Regions from separate parts of the Pan troglodytes genome. Here region 2 is linked to region 1. A link is a contact called in public Hi-C data. All regions are on one chromosome and are shown on one strand. The core of a region is the stretch at or near the end of the contact, and the rest is flanking DNA. Distances in the headings are between cores, read along the strand shown.

Region 1 (2,546 bases), core at 17-2,516:
ACCTGTTAAATTTCCCAATCCAGATCATAGCCCCCCCAACCCCCTGCACCATGGTTTCTCTAAACGCCTTTATCCCCGCGCTCTCTAATCTCGAGCTCAAGTGAGGCTGCCTATGGGGCTCTGGCAGATGACAAAGAAACGACAAGGAAGCCGAAAGCCAGATGTCTTCGAAGAGAGGGAGAAGGCCGGACCTCTGACTCGGGTCACACTGGGGACCCCCACAAACCATCCCTTTTAGACAAGTGACCCCGGGGGTCACCTTGACCCCTGCAGTGAGCCAGACCAAACTTCCACGCCAGGCCAGCCCCCGCCAGGTGAGCAGGTACACAAAAAGAAGCCTCAGTGACCACAGTACGCTGGTGTGGAGAGGCCCCGGGAGGTGCAAGGAGAACAGAGACGAACTCGACCGCGGGCAGAAGCCTCCCCTGGCTCCAGCGCCGCGACTGCCTGTCGCCGAGGCTAAGGCCGCCACTTCTCATGTCCGAGCTGGCCAGGCGCCACTCGTACCTGCGGGCTATAGGCCTCCGAAGCCCATGCTCCTGCCAACTTCTGCGTGAAGCCACTAAACTTGTAGTACATGACGCCCAGAGTCCGGCTTCCCGCATCCGCTGCCAACGCGACCGCCCCAAAGAAGGACCCCGCCTCCCCGGCTGTGGTCCCGAGACTCAGCGCAAGGACCCGGTGCTGGGACTAGGGCTGCCCGAAGATCGCCTAACTTAAAACCTGCACACTTAAGCCGCATTGGGGAACCAAAAGCCAGGGTTCTCAGGACCACGAAAGGCAAAACCAGCTCTAAGAGAGCACGAAAAGTCGATGTGGCGGAGTCTGTAGGAAATATGAAGTTCCCTCTTTCCCCCATTCAGATTTGGGCAGTGCCACGACAACTCAAGAAATGCGCAAGCGCCCCACGGACTAAGCCCGGCGGACAAAGCCCGGCAGTGTCGGAGTCAGGTGGAGCATGCTCTAGGAGGGGCAGGCTCTAGGCGGGGCCTGGGGGGGAGAGGGCGGTGATTGGTGGGCGTGGTCTGGGTAGGGGCGGGGCTACATCGAAGCCGGTTGGGAATTCCACCATCCGAGAGAGTCTGTGCTGCGGAGCCACCGTCTGGTCGTCGGGGTGAAGGCGTCTCTTGCTTTACCGAACTTTAACTGATCGTAGTCTCATTTATTTCCTTCCGACCTAGAGCACCTCTTATCCAGAAGCAACCACCTGCTGTTGCTCAGTCTGCCCAGGAGTATAGACTTGTCGGCCAAGCTTCCCCTGGCAACCTGGGAGTTGAAGCAAATAAGAAAATTGGGAAGCACCTGCTGAAGGCTGTTTAGTACCGAGGGCTGTTGGGAGATTTGCCCCAATAATATAAAAGTAGCCTCCTGGGCTTTGTGCAGAGGAAATACACATGCAGAGTGATCTAAAGCTCAGGTACCAGGATGTAAATGTCACACGGTTTCTCAGAACTGGTTTTTATTCTCACCTGAGTTTTAAGGTCATTGATTATTCATCCTTTTCCTGGCCTCTGCTCTTTGCGATAAATGAGGTAGGGGGAGGGTGATCAGAAACACTTGTAAAATCTGGACCTTGAGCCTGAAAGATCTGGAACTACCACTTTCAGTTCTGGTAGTATTCGCTTCAGTTCAATTTAAATATGTCTGTTAAGCCTGTGCTGTGTACAAGGTACTGTGTAAAAGGAGTATACTAGTTTCTTACTCTCCAGGGATGGACTCAGGCTTTTCTTAGCTTCATCATCTAACCATAGGTTTACACAAGCATATTCTAGATGCACTTATGAAATCATGTTGCAAATTGATGGATGATACTAACCTATATATAGCATTTCCCTAAACTCATTTAATCTTCACAACAATCCTATAAGGTAAGTGCTATTATCATCTCCATTTTAGAATACAGGAAAATGACGCCTGGAGAAGCTAAGTAACTTGCTCAGGTCAGGGATAAGTGGCAGAGCTAGGCATTTGGCTCAAGACTTCCTACTGTTAAGCACTATGTTACAAATAAATAGATATGAAGCCATTCTGAAAAGAGGAGGATCAAGGCTGAGCATTCCAGGGTGAGGGTGTACACCAGCATCCTGGTTGCAGGCCTACGTTCAAGAGCCCCAAGTATTCAGCACCGCCAATATGTTGTAAAGGTTTCAGCGAATTCAGGTAAGCCAGCCCAAAGTTGCCACTTTTACAAAGAGACATTGTGATATAATGGAAAGAATATGCAATTTGGGTTTATGTCCATATTTCTCCAAGGATAACTGGTTTGGGTCTAGTGATTTCCTTTTTTTTTTTTTTTTTTTTTTTTTAATTCTTTTTGAAACAGGGTCTCACTCTGTCCCAGGCTGGAGTACAGTGGTGTGATCTCGGCTCATTGCAGCCTTGACTTCCCAGGCTGAGGTGATTCTCCTACCTCAGTCTCCCGGGTAGCTGGAACCACAGATGCGCGCCACCACGCCTGGCTAATTTTTTGTATTTTTAGTAGAGACGGGGTTTCACCATGTTTCCCAGGCTAGTCTCAAACTCCTGGGCTCAAGTGATCTGCCAAA
Region 2 (2,546 bases), core at 34-2,533, 260 kb before region 1:
GTGGCCAGGACTTTCCAAAGCTGAAACTGGGACCTGCGGAGGCCTCACTGTCCGGAGCAGAGTCCAGGTCCTCAGCATCCTCTTCGCTGGGCCCCACGCGTGTCGTGCGCCACCCCAGAAGGCAGGGCCTGATTCGGATCAGCAGGGGCTGCAGGGCCGCTCTGCAGGCGGGTGACTCAGGCCCCTCTTGAACCCTTAGGCCTGAGGCAGAGACTGGGCAGGAGGCTGGGCGTGGCCGGGGAGCCCCTTCACGTGCTCCCCTTCCCGAGGGTTCACGGGGCTCTGGAGGCCCAGATGCTGGCAAAGTGGCGGGAGCGCTCCAGGGACGAGGACTCAGGTCGGGGCGCCCCCGCCAGCGCCAGGATCCCCGCTCACCCTCCGCCGCGCCCCGCCCCCGCCCCCGCCCCGACACACTGGGGGAGCCCCGCCCTCCCCGAGGCCCGCGCGGCGCCGCAGGAGGAATCCCAGACATTTCCTCCACGCCGCGCGGTATGTGGCCTGCCCGCCGCCGACCGCAGCGCGAGCCGGTCCCCAGCCGCGCCTGGCAGCTGCCCCGGCTCCGCCGTACTGCTCGGGATTCCGGGCAGGCCGCCCCCTCGTCCCGGGCCACCAGACCGGCCTTTCTGGCAGCTCCAGGCCCGTGCAGTCCCGCCGGACGCCGGCTACACCACGCGCCGCTGCTGGAACCTCTCCCAGCCCCGCGTGGCCGCCCCCGGCCCAGGCACCCCCTCCCCGGAACGCCCCCGACGGCCCCTCGCGTCCGAGCTGGAAACTGAAGTTGATGCTTGCTCCGTCACCCGGGGGCAAATTGCTTTGCCTAAGCCCCAGTTTCTCCATCTGTGAAATGGGGACGTTGGCAGGAGTGCCTGTCTCGTTGTGCTGCCCGAGGGGTGAATGAGAAAAGGAAAGCGTCTGACTACTGTCAACGCGATTTTCATTTCCCTAGGTACCACGAGGGTCCTGGCGCCCACCCTGCCCCTCGCCTCTCCTCCAGCCCAGTTGCCGGTGGAGCAAGCAGGCCGGGCTTTGCGAGTGGGCAGAGGAGAGGGCTGGGGCCTGCCCAAGACTGCGCCCTGCACAGATTAAACAATGCCTGAAGGTCCCACGACACAGCCTTCCTCGAGATTCACCGTTGCCCTCTCCTCAATCACTAGGTTCTTGAAAGACCCAAAGGACAGTTATTTACATTTTTTTAAAATGATGTCATCGCAGTCTGGGAGCAGCCAGACACGTAGTGATCAGGGGAAGTCGAAAGTGCAGATGGGTTCGCAAACGTGGACTCTCTAGTTTTGGGTCTGCAGATGGGGCCGGCCACCACGTGCTCTCTGAGTTCTCTTTCCAAGTACAGATCCCTCCGGAGAGGGAACATTGTTCCGCCTTTAATTCTTCCCAGGAGCTGCGGAGGAAGGCGTGAGAACCGGAGCCCGGGGTGACTTGCGGGGGAGGGGATCGCTTCCCCGTCGCCCACACCTGCCTAACCCACGCCCACGGCGGCCGCAAAGGCGACACCGCGTGAATCTGGAAAGCCCCGAGTTTCAACAGGCCCAACCATCGGCGGCTTTGCAGGCGCAGCACCAAGTGCTGCTCTGCCTGTGTTCCCCCAGACAGCCCCTGGTTGTGATTTGTCGTTTCCAGTCCAGCTAGAGTCCCAAGGCCAAGAACTAGACCCTTGCAGCGAGATCCGCCCCCCCCCCCACCCCCTCATTCTCCACAGGCGCCACAGCCACAGGCCGCATAAATAAATCCAGGTGGAGGCAGACCCAGAAACCCAGGTGCTATAAATATCCCAGCCCAGCCGGGAGACTGAGCTCCCAGGCAGCCCCTCGCCCCCACCCGCCCGAGACCAGCACTTCCGGCCACCACAGCGCTGAGGGCGGATCTCCCCGCGGTGGGAGGAGCGGGCTCCACCAGGATGCAGGCCTGGCTTCCCTTTCTTTCTTCTCCTGGGAGCCTCTGGCGGCCCAACCTGAGGGCTTGCCCTCTTCTCTGGAACCACCTCCCTAACTCTCAATCGCATACCTCTCCCTCCCTCCCCCTGGTATTTTTAGAGAGGCCTTCTCTCAGGGACCCCATACTGCGACCAGACTTCAAGAAATGCTGACTTCTTTTTCTAGATGAATAAGCATAGTTGGAAGGCAACAACCTCAATCAGAGTTTACAATTTAAAATTTGATTCTAAACTTTTTCTTTTTGAAACAGTCTTGCTCTGTCACCCAGGCTGGAGTGCAGTGGCGTGATCATGGCTCACTGCAGCTTTGACCTCCCAGGTTCAAGCGATCCTCCCATCTCAGCCTCCCTAGTAGTTGGGACTACAGGTGCCGTGCCACCATGCCCGCCTGGCTAATTTTGTGTTTGTTTGTTTGTTTTTGTTTTTGTTTTTTTTTTTTTTGAGACGGGGTTTCACTATGTTGCCCAGGCTGGTCTCGAACTCCTGGGCTCAAGCGATCTGCCCACCTCAGCCTCCGAACGTGCTGGGATTACAGGTTTGAGCCACTCTGTCCAGCCCTTGATTCTACATTTTTAATAGCATTTTTTATGTGATTAAA

What was found. A called contact is a pair of places that touch in the nucleus more often than the background predicts.
Region 2: a contact with region 1 is called in a Hi-C map of stem cell-derived neural progenitor cells, with 2.7 times the contacts expected there. The contact joins the enhancer-like site here to the promoter of COX7A2L in region 1. A contact is called at or near these places in 1 of 7 Hi-C or Micro-C datasets (stem cell-derived neural progenitor cells) and 1 of 1 datasets of contacts at active chromatin or transcription factors (stem cell-derived excitatory neurons).

The regions. Positions count from the first base shown.
Region 1 is chr12:80,354,395-80,356,940 of NHGRI_mPanTro3-v2.0_pri, reverse strand. COX7A2L (cytochrome c oxidase subunit 7A2 like) reads right to left here and starts at 1,266. Exons shown (of 3, transcript XM_009442392.5): 1 at 508-1,266. The coding sequence starts at 579.
Region 2 is chr12:80,616,073-80,618,618 of NHGRI_mPanTro3-v2.0_pri, reverse strand. No RefSeq gene overlaps it. Among named protein-coding and RNA genes, the nearest start is that of PKDCC, 54 kb to the left of the region's middle. Within about 2 kb of position 1,283, at least 13 of the 24 cell types and tissues checked have an H3K27ac peak or open chromatin away from gene starts, as enhancers often do. A contact at or near this core is called in stem cell-derived neural progenitor cells, where this site is marked.